2 separate regions of the Gossypium arboreum genome follow, and region 1 is linked to region 2. The links are chromatin contacts, called in public Hi-C maps. All regions are on one chromosome and are shown on one strand. The core of a region is the stretch at or near the end of the contact, and the rest is flanking DNA. Distances in the headings are between cores, read along the strand shown.

Region 1 (6,267 bases), core at 1,274-3,773, 65 kb after region 2:
CCACATAACACTTGTCCGCAATTTAAGATTTCGACAGCCTTGCAATCTAGAAGAGTCAAACTTGAATTAACGGCCTCAACCATGGGGATTGTTTAAATTCGATCACTATCTCCTTTGACGGAATCCAACTAGCTTTTTCCAACTGGACACGCCAATTTTTGCTTGGGAACTCGAATACGGCAGACAACCGACTTGCTTTCCCAACTGTAGGCCAAAAAAAAAAAAACTCCCTCTCAATGTGTACTTTGAGTAGAAATTGGATTAACTTTGGGGGACGAATGTGACTATCCCATATTCTGGAGAGATAATAAATATCGTATCTTAAGGTTTTAGTGCAGATTTATTTCTCATAATTCTCAACTGGGACGATGACCAGTCTAAAGCTAAATGAGGATTAGTTGAGCATGAGATTAATTATGCTTTGTTGGATTATGAAAATGAATTTTAATGTAATGATGATAGGTGAAAAAGGGAGGGGACTTAAAGAACAATTACACCAAAATAAGAAATAAAAAAAAGGAAATGGCAGCATGCTTGACAAGCTACAGATGTAAGAAAGGAAAATTTGTCTTGTTTTGAATTCAAGTCTCAAGTTTGTGTGTTTTCAAGCTAAAATTACCAGGCTTTTATACACCCGTCAAAGCTAATTTAACATAATTTCCTCCTAAAATTATATTTAACAAGCAACAAAAAAATCAGATTTTTTTCTAATTATAGGATTTGACAAAATCAAAATCTGGTTTTTTCATAAACAGTTTTGCAACTTTTCAATTTGGCCCATTTTCTTTCTTTTTGTTCTAATTTAGCCCAATTTGCTTATTTTTTGAACTTCGGCATTCCAATTGCGTCCTGATAAAATTTAAATAAGAAACCACAAGCTTGGTAGCATTTTATTCAAGATTTGACCAAAAATAAGTACATTAAACTAGGGGCGAGTGTTCGATCGAATTGAATGAAAGTTTTTTGAGTTAATCAAGTTGACGAATCCTATTTTATCATCCTAACTCGATTTGAAATTTTCTCAAATCGAGTCGAGTGAGATGGATTTCGACTCGAATCGATTATATTTTTTCGAGTTTAATTAAAAGATGATTTTGGTGTTTTTTTTTATATAAATTTTTTTAAAATCTTTTTCTTTAATTTTTTTAAAAATGATTATTCAAAGAAAAATTGAAGTAAATAAATAAAAGAAACTAATTAAAAAGAATAAGAGGATTTTAATTTTTACGGGTAGAGGGGGAGAAATTAAATATTTATGGGACATTTCAATTTTTGGGAGTAAAAAGAGAAGGGAAAGTAAAAATTTTTGGAGGTAAGGGAGGATAAAAAATTTGTAGGGGATTTGATTTTTGGGGTAAAAGGGGAGGGAAAGTAAAAAAAATGAAGAGAAGAGTTGGGTTAGGTGGGGGCAGAAACCGGGGAGTGGAGTCGGGGTGGGGTACTTTAATATTTGGTTTTTTCAAGTTATTCAAATTCGAAACCTCAACTCAATTCAAATTTAAAATTCAAAAAAAAAATCGAGTTGACTCGATTAACTCGATTAATTTGATTAATTCATTTCAAATAATTTAAATTTTAAATTTTTTTTAATTTTTTTAAATCAAATCGAATTTTACTCACCCTACATTAAACACACAAAATTAGCTTGCTACTACTAGATAATAAGTTTCCCATAATTTTATCTTATGTTTTGAAGTTAGAGATGACAACTTGAGCTGACTTTTTTTTCTTCGGGTATTGAATTTTGTTGTTTGGTAATATTATTATTATTATTATTATTATTATTATTATTATAAATTGATTGTTTGTCTGTTATAGCCTCTACTAGATATTTTTGATCAACTTTACTTCATCAACTGTAATGTTTTAAATATCATTACTATATAGTGTTCTTTTCATTCCTTTTTTTTTTCCATGTGTTGGGTTGATAAATAAGATGTATAAAAACATTCTATGCGAAAGACAATATTAGAAAACTTATATTGAGTACGATAAAATTATAAAGTTTTGAAACCTAAAGCAAAGATATTTGGGTTAAGAAGCTTAAATTATTATCTTTTGTAAAAGATAAAAATTAATTTATTGAATTTTAGAATTAGAATTAAATTAACAAATTTTATAAATTTCAAAAGTTAAATTTATTGACTTTTTCTTATTTCGAACTAGAATGATACATTTTGTAAACATTAAGAGTTAATTTTATTAAATATTTTATATTTAAGACTAAATTAATATAATATGTAAATATTAAAGGATTAAATTTATTAATTTTAAATGACAAAAATATTTAATTTTAAAAATTTTAATAACTAAATAAAATAATAATAATCCAATAACCAAAATATAACTAATACAATAATTTAATAATATTTTTATAGTTTACCCCAACAAAGTAAAAAACAATAGAAAGCATAGTGAACCAACCAGTCAAAAAAAATGATGAGAAAGCCCACAGTTGTCACCGTAATCATAAGAGGTTTGTTGGCATGGATGGGCTGTCATTGAGCCGCCTTACCACGCGCATCAAGCCGCTAGTGTGTTGAGTAACAGAAGAAGCGGTGGCTCGCAAAACGAGGACAAAGTTGCTTAAGGTTCTAACATGGATGGCCCTTGGAATAGGTGAAAGGATTTTAAATTTAATGGATACGCGGTGTGGGGAAGCGTGAGTCCACGCTCTCTAGATTCTCCCTGTTCCTCGCACAACACGTTTCGTGATTCCCCCACTCGCCACTCGTATATTCGCCTTCCCGACTTCCATTTTTGTTTCAATCTCCTATGCAACTAATAATAATTAATTAATTTAATTAATTAATGGAGGAGAAACTAGCCTGTGACGTTCCTACGAAGCTATTGTAAGTCTGCAGACATGACCATGCTATTAGTAGAAACGTCAAAGATTACCGTATAATCCAGCTATTTTATATAAATAACCTAAAATTTTAATTAATTGCAAAAACAACCCGTATGTTACGGTATTCATCGGTGTCTGATTAACTGGTGGCACCTCCCCTTTTTTCTCTAATCATGATTCAATCGTTAATGTTTTAAAAAAAATTAATGGTGTTGTGACATAGTAGCTACACCAGACTGAAATGTGATTATATAAAATATTTAGAGACCTAATGAAGCAATTACGCTTTTTGAATTGGCTAAAAAAAGGATTTTTGTAACACATCTTACCCGATTCAGTCGCCAGACCTAAATTATAGGATATTACAATAATCAACGGAATAGCTGCATGCAAAACTTAATTCAAAATATCAATTAAATATGTCATATTGACACCAAGCAACTCCTCGACATGAACACTTTAGACTATGCAAACCAACTTACAAATGTACCTCATCTGGTACACTAATGACATCTCCATTTATATCCTATACCATTGAAATCAAGCACACATTTCTTCTCCATTCATTTTCATACTAATCATTTATGCATCAAGCCATTCACAAAAACAAACAAAATATTGACATTCATCACTCATACACATATAATAAGATACAAAACATGTAAATATAATATGCAAGCCTTAAAAACTAACATTATATGTAAATTATGACCATTATCATTCATTCAAAGAACTTAGACATGTCAACCTATATACATGCCACGTATGTCAATTATAGAAAATAGAAAACGAAATGGAGTAAGAATTGCATATGCTTCGTAAGTTCATAGGTAAAATTTTACTCAACTTACTTTAATCAATTAACAATTTAAACAATTAAGACATACTAAGACTAACATGAAAATCCTTTGGCATCCCGTTACTTTTACATGTACATCAAGATATACATTAAAGGGTTAGTCTATTTGTAACAAAAACCCTAAAATTAAATTCTTATATACAACAATTCCATTATACATCATAGACTATTTGAATCATGTTCAAATTATAAACACAATAATTCAATTCATGATCATACCTTTCAACCATTTAATTTCCATTTTAATCGCCATTTTTGCCTAGAGACCTATAGTAAATTAATGCCGAATACATAGGATTGTTTTATTTCCACAAACTATAGAGTTGATTTGCTTATACAAGCTTTATTCGATGCTACTCACTTAAGTTGTCGAGAATCCATATTAAGTACTGGATCTCAAGCATTGAAAAAGAATACTTTGATTTGCTCACACAAGTTGTGATATTTAGGCTGCTCACACAAGCTGTGGGTTAGGTTTACCGTCGCAGCTTATCCGATTTTGCTTACTCGAGTTGTTGAGAAACACATGCTGGATCTCAACCATCGATAAATAAATCCCTGACCAACGCATGGTTACTATTTTGAACCTTAATGTTATGTCATTCATATTCTAATCGTTTACTAAATTCATTCAGGTACCGTTATAGTTTATGTATCATTTCAATCCTCTAACTGTACACACACTTTTCATATATCGAATAACAATCCATACACATTTTTAACCTTATAACATCATTACATACATACTATTCAATTACATAGTGATCACTTTCATTTAATAGCATATACCTATTCAAATTTATCATTTAATTTGTATTTTATGATTGAGTCCATTTGATGCCAAAACACAATAATCATGATAATACAACTATAAAAATTTAAAAATATATAAAAAAATATTATGAATTAATAAAATAAATCCCATATGAACTTACTAGATACAAACAACAATAGAAGAAGTGTCAGAGACTAATCTACAATTTTCCTTTTTCCTCGATTATCACTGGTTGATTCGATTCTTGATTTATATGGTAATTCATTTCAAAATATCAGTGCTAATTACCTTATTACATTCTATTTAATACATATGAAAATCCAATTTTGTTTTATAAAATTCCCTAAAGTTTTATAATTTATTCAATTTAATCCCTAAAACCGAAACAAGCATATCTTTCATATTTAAGCCCCAATTTTCAATTCAATTCTGATCTCATCCCTATAAAGCTCTCAAACATCTATATTTATAGAAATTTCATGCCAATTTTAAAATATTTTCATTTTTGTCCTTAAACTCAAAATTAATAAATTCACTTTACAAAATAGTCCTATTCTATATCAAAGCTTCAATTTCTACCATTTTACATTAAAAACCTCAAAAATCATCAATGGTAATATTTTAAAACTCTAACATTTTTACAATTTAATACTCGAGGTAACTAGATTAAAGTACAACGATCTCAAAAACATAAAAATCACAAAAAATCGACTTGATTTACTTACCCTGCAAAAGGGTCGAAAGAGCTTGAAAAGAAAGCTATGGTTTTCTTAAGTTTCTTAATGGTTTCAGTTGGAAAGGAGAAAGTGATGAAGATGATCATGTAACACCCCGTACCCGAGACCATTGTCGGGGAGTCGAACACGAGGTGCTAACAGACTTATTTCGTTGTAAAACACAGTTCATTTAAAATTTCCAGACAAGCTGGCTAACTGCGTCACTGTCACCTTAAAAATCATATCTCGAGTTACAAAACTAGAAAACAAGTTCCGTAAATTTTTCCTGAAACTAGACTCATATGTTCATCTACAATTTTTTTTCTATAATTTTTGGTCAGGCAAATTAGTACAGTTTATTAGTTAAAGTCTCCCCTGTTTCAGGGTTCGACTGCTCTGACCTTCATGCATTACGATTTATATTTATCCCTGTACAGGGCTTCGATACTTATGCCGTTTGTTTCTAACGAAACTAGACTGAAAAAGGAATCTATACATATATGGCATGACCTCTAATTATCTCTGGTTAATTTATAGTGAATTTCCAAAGTCAGATCAGGGGATCCAGAAATCGCTCTGGCCCTGTTCCACAAAAACTCAAATATCTCTTAAAATAAAACTCATATGATCGTTTCGTTTCTTCCATATGAAAGTAGATTCATCAAGGTTCGATTACATAATTTATTCACTATTTAATTCTATTCCTACTATTTTTAGTGATTTTTCAAATTTACAACACTGCTGCTGTCAGCATCTGCCTTTAAGGTAGACTTTACCTATTTCATAGTTTCCATGATTCAACTAGCCCTTTAGCATATATAGCACAAATTATGATCATGATTAACCATTCCAATGGCCAATCATTGCCAAGCATATCCACACCTCTCAATAACCATATCCATACAAAATGATTATAACACTATGCTCAAAATATATAAGCCATTTTCGCATGGCTATCCAAATATATACAACACCAAAGTACTTGACTAATAACACAAGGGCAGTCCTATACATGCCATTAGCAGAGTTCAACTAAAAGAGTACCAAAAGGGCTTTGATAGTGTGG
Region 2 (5,708 bases), core at 2,040-4,539:
ATGATTTTCTTTTTTATCACAAGTAATCAAAGCAAATCAAAATTTGAATAAATTGATGATTAATTATTATTGATTGTGAATGCGAAACCTTATTATCATCTGAAAACCGAGGCAGAGAGAAAGAGCAAGCCTTATAAGGTCCTGTTTTTGTGGAACAGGGGGCTACTATTAGCATTGCATGTTAGGTTATGGGGCATTTGCATTTGGTAAGCCCCTAGAAATAAAAGATAAAAAGGGTAACCAAGAACTTGGTCAAAAGAAACAAAATGTGATTGGGTATTTATTTTTGGAACTGCCAAGTTTGGTGTCCCGAATATTCTGTCATCAAGAAACAAGAAACCAAGAAATGACCCTTTTTGGTGCTTCATTTAATAATTAAATGTGACCAGTTTTATGGGGATGGAAAGGGTCATTTGGCCTTTACATTCAACCAAGAGACGCTGAAGTTATTGATTAGGAAACAAAGTAAGATATTAAACAAAACAAATCCTGGATCGATCCTAAGATTCTTAGGATCAAATATATATGTTGTTTAATAGTATAGATAGATAGATGCCCCCTTCTGGCCTCTCCTTCAAGATAACTTAAACTAATATGGAATATACTTTGGACAATTATGATACGACAACATCTCAATTTGCTTTCTAAACAATAACTAATACATCAATCCGTTTCATTGCTCAATTTTATTCTTCAAGAACCAGAATATTCCCCCAACTCCTATGCATGCATGCCTCTCATTATAAACACCATACCTTTTGTTTACCCTTATTTTCACTCTCAATATATATTTTTGGACTATGCTAAATACACATTGGAAACTTATTATATTGGTATTGCTGGTCATCTAATTTTTAGTTTTTTTCACAAATTTTCTTTTATAGTCATGGATAAATAGATAACTTTACAGTTTTAAAATTGACATAATAACAATTTTAACCCTTAATATTTATATCTTGTATCAATTTAGTCTTAATTTTATAAAAAATTAACCATGAACATTTACATATTACATAATTTAAATTTTTCTTTTATAATTTTACTTTTATTTTGTAATATTCGAGGTTAATTTTAATAGAACTAGAGAAGATACAAATTATTACATTAGATTTTTGGATATTCCTATTTTTTATATATTTTGGATCAATTTAGTTGATAAATTTTAAAAAAATTTAGGTGAAGGGTAAAAAAGTAAAATTCACAAAATGTAAATTTAAGAGTTAATTTTTTTAAAATTAAGAATAAATTAACATAATATATAAATATTGAGATTTAAAAACTTGAGTAAGTAATTTACCCAAAAGGATGCTTTGCTTTTATTAAACAAGGATGATATACACTGAACAAAGCGCAAGAAGATGTAAAAAAATGCCAAAAACTCGGTTATTTTCATATAGAACTTTCTACTAGAGGTGAAAATGAAAAAAATGTACAGTAAGATAACTAAAACGCAGAGAACCCATCTGTTGTAGTATGAGTAGAGGAAGATGTTGATGGTGAATTTGAGTGAACTCTCCCTTCACTATGACTACCTCTATCTTCAGATTGTGATCGTTGCAGTCTTTGCACTGATGGTTTAGCTAGCGTCGGCAACGGGACGGCCACCGGGGCATAGACTCCGCTGTTCGGACTTGGAGTCACACTGGTTTCCCCTGATACTACTGCGGTTGTAGCCACCGAGGCATATTCTTGTGGAGGCACCCATATTCCTCCAACCACCACAAATTGAGGTGTTTGTGGGTTGTTGCCATTGCTGTTGATACTAGGGCTTGGTCTCCTTGTGTGCAATCTATATTTCTGAAACAAATAAACCGATCATTAGCTATATATGCCACCCTAAATCTAGTAGTTAATGAGTTAAATCAGTATAGAACAATTACAAACCTGTAAATGGCTTTTAACTTCATCATTTGTAAGTCCATCAACCTTCATCAGCTCCCTAATCTGCTTAGGCGTAGCCACTGCAAAAACAAATTCCATTTACATAAACAACAACAACTACTACAAAGAAATCGAAATAAATTGCACACTGCAAATGACAAAACTCACCATGTGAACCACCGAGTTGCTGAAGAGCATGCAAGAAGCGTTTATGCAACTCCGACGACCAACACCGCCTTTGCTTTCTCTGAGGCGGCTGCTGCTGCTGCTGCCCTTTCTCTACTTTTTTATTAGTATTTCCATCGTCGGCTGCTATTCCTCTGCTCCCACTTTCTGTCGTAGAAGCACTCGTAGTAGTGGTTGCTGTAGCCGAAGCATTGCCTTTTCCTACTGCTTCAACGCTCTTCTTCTCTACATTACCTTTTTCTTTATGGAACGGCTGAAATGCTCCACCATTTCCCTTCATTTGTACCCCACTTCCAGTTTTACCCACATCCTAAAAAAAAACCCAAATTTTGTTAAATATTTTCTTTTGCAATTAAAGAAAAATCCCCCCCCCCCAAAAAAAAAAAAAAAGGTTACCTCTTTGGAGGGTGGATTCCATAACTGAACAGATCTAAGCCAATCAGATTTCTTTTTATCAGCAGCAGCAACATTCTCATCATCATCATCATCGTCTTCCTCAGAGCAATTACAGCTTCTTTTGATGGGGATAAATTCTTCCAAAACAGGACTGTCACTCGATGTCTGTTCCGAGCACTCCGATTGACCTTGCATGTACATCTCTTTCTTGCATGACTCAATAGCTATTAAAAAACACACACCCAAACACAAATTTTAATAAAAAGGAAAAGAAATTAAATGAATGGTCAGTGGAGAACGCACAAACCTTGGGTGACAAGCTCAAAACACAAAGGAAGTTCACGTTGAAAGACTTGGATTTTTCGTCGTTCCTCTTCTAAAGCTTCCACATATTCATGGCATTTGCGCATTTTTTGAGCGTAATCCATCTCTCATAGCAAGGAAATTTTCTTTACTTAAAAAAGTAATTTTATTTCTTCCACACCGAGATTTTCAGAGACAGTGGATGATATAAATATATGTGAGGGGAAAGGGTTGGTTTCAAACCAAAGAGCATAGAGAGATCCGAACAAGATGAGAGACGCTAAGTCGAGGGAATTAGTTGTGATATTTTTTTTTCTAAAAGGATATAAAGTATAAACAGAATCATGAGGAGAATAAACTTTGGTACCAAGAAAAAGATAAAAAATGTTTACTTTAGAGAGAAAATAAAAGATAACGTTATGGATCGAGGAAGGAAATTAAGCGAGAAAATGGAAGAAAGAGAAAGGGCAAAAAAAAAACATCAAAGTCGTGCCGTCGGCCCGTCGCATAACAAGACGAATCTTTCATGTTTCGGTTTTTTGGTTAGAGAGAGATGAATATTCCAAAGTGATTCGATTTTGTCGTTTAGGGGTGAGTTGCCAGTGACGTCATCATTTAGCCCTTTCCTCTTTATTTTCAGATAAGATCAAAATCATCAATCACCCCTTTCTAAATTGGGTAAATTCACCACAAGTCACCCAATTTTTGGTTATCTTCTTTTTTGGCCACTCAATTATGATCTTTTTAAAATGGTCATCTAATTATGAATTTTTTTTTTAAATTGACCATCCAACTAGTTAAGATTGATTTTTATCTATTTCCAAAATTTTGTATAATAATAAATTTAGCTTTTAACTTTTACATATTATGTCATTTTAGTCATAATTTTAAAGAATTAACCCTTAAAATTTACAAATTGTCTCAATTTGATCCTAAACCTAAAAATTCAAAAATATATAAAATACATAAATATTTTTAAAATATAATAAAAATTTTAAAAATCATATAAAAATAAAAATATTATTAAAAAATAAATTATAAACTTTTAAAATATATAAAACTACATAAATATTTTTTAAAAATATTATAATATATTTAAATTTTATATTAATAATTATATTAATATCAAATAAAAATAAAAATAACCCTTTTCCTTTCCTCTTCCCCTACCGGCCTCCTCCCCCTCTTCTGTCCCTCTCCCTTTCTGTTAGTGTAGTATAAAACCTGACTTCCTTCTTGGTAAGATTAAGAGCTAAAACCCCTTTCATTGCACCAAATTGATAGAGAAACTTGACCATTGTTATGACACCATTTATTTTGTCTACACTTCTGTTGATGATTCCTTCCCCCATCCCATTCTCTTAGGATTATGACACCATTTATTTTGTCTACACTTCTGTTGATGGTTCCTTTCCCCCTTCCCCTCTCTTAGGATTACTCGTATTTGTAAGGCATGGTTCTTTGATGGAACGTCTTAGGGGATAACTAGGTGTCGTGCATGAAGACATGTTATCCCCTTAGACCTGACACGTATCCCTTAAGGGGTTCCTTGGATTTGTATCCTTGCCGTTATGAGAACAAGGAGGTGGTGAGCTAGGGAGTGACTAACTGGTGAGCTAGCAGAAAGGTGAGCTAGATAACATCCCTTCCTTGATTGAGTCAGATTCTAGATCACCCAGGCAGACCAAATTTCGAGTTTGTGAGGTATTATATAACAAATTTGTCTCCCACTTTTTTGAAAAAGAGTTATAAAGTGACTTTTCTAAAATAAGTTTACACACCTTACCCGTGTAATTGAGGGCTTGTTATGTAAGCTTTAATTAAAACTTATTGAGTAAGCTTTGTTGTGAAACAGTGGCGTGCAATATTCGATTCTTTGACCGTGTCACTAATGTTGATTTGGGCTTTGATATTATTTTCTTTCATAATGTTAAAACCGCCACTTAATTTAGCATTAACATTGGGGATAACAACGGTGTATATGGTGAGCAGCATAACCAAAAAAAGGCGAACTATATGGCGAAAATACTTGTAGTATAGTGAAAATATGGCAAACTATATATCGAGCTAGCTATACATCAAAAATTCGATGAGCAGTACAATGAAATTTCAGCGAGTTGTGCTTTAAAAATAGTGCAATTGGTACTGCAAAATATTACGAGCTTTATTGTGAAAATATTGTAAACTGTTTTGTAAAAATAATGCTAACGATGTTGCAAAAATACTGCGGATTGCACTTTAAAAATAATGTGAACTGTACTAAAAAACTACGTTATTTTTCTGAGGGTTTTGCATCTTTAAAATTGAAATCAATTGCATCTTTAAAATTGAAATCAACTTCATGAGAATGCTGTGATCCTAAATTTGCAACTGCAAGATTTTTGAAATCTTGTAAGTATAAGTCTGCGATCTTACATCGACGAGCTGCAAGATTCTGAGAATCTTGTAAGTATAAAGATGCGATCTTAAATTGACAAGTGGCAAGATATGAAAAATCTTGTAAGTATAAGGTTGCGATATTAAATCAGTAAACCACAAGATTCAGAAAATCTTTTAAGTATAAGGCTGCAATATTAAATCAGAGAGCTGCAAGATTCGAAAAATCTTATAAGTATAAGGTTGTGATATTAAATTGACGAGCCGTAAGATACAAAAAATCTTGTAAGTATAAAGCTTCGATTTTAAATCAACAAGCTGCAAGATTCAAAATATCTTGTAAGTATAAGATTGCGATCTTAAATCGACGAGCCGATAAGGTTGCGATCTTAAATCGACAAACTACAAGATTCGAAAAATCCAATAAGTATAAGGTTGCAATCTTAATCGACAAGTCACAAGACTCGAAAAATCTTGTAATTAGAGAATTGAGGTTAGAAGAAAATCGTGGAGTGAATTGAGGGAAGGAGAAAATCCTGCCAATTTCTATTGGAATATTGGGTTTA

What was found. A called contact is a pair of places that touch in the nucleus more often than the background predicts.
Region 1: a contact with region 2 is called in a Hi-C map of leaf, with 1.5 times the contacts expected there. The contact joins the enhancer-like site here to the promoter of LOC108462977 in region 2. A contact is called at or near these places in 2 of 5 Hi-C or Micro-C datasets (both in leaf).

The regions. Positions count from the first base shown.
Region 1 is chr13:14,526,693-14,532,959 of ASM2569848v2, forward strand. No RefSeq gene overlaps it. Among protein-coding and RNA genes, the nearest start is that of LOC108462488, 45 kb to the left of the region's middle. Within about 2 kb of position 2,524, at least 1 of the 2 cell types and tissues checked has an H3K27ac peak or open chromatin away from gene starts, as enhancers often do. A contact at or near this core is called in leaf, where this site is marked.
Region 2 is chr13:14,461,049-14,466,756 of ASM2569848v2, forward strand. It overlaps LOC108462977 (transcription factor HHO3), which reads right to left and starts at 3,290. Exons shown (of 5, transcript XM_017762898.2): 1 at 2,771-3,290; 2 at 2,464-2,687; 3 at 2,050-2,377; 4 at 1,885-1,961; 5 at 1,293-1,797. The coding sequence starts at 2,891. The coding sequence ends at 1,444.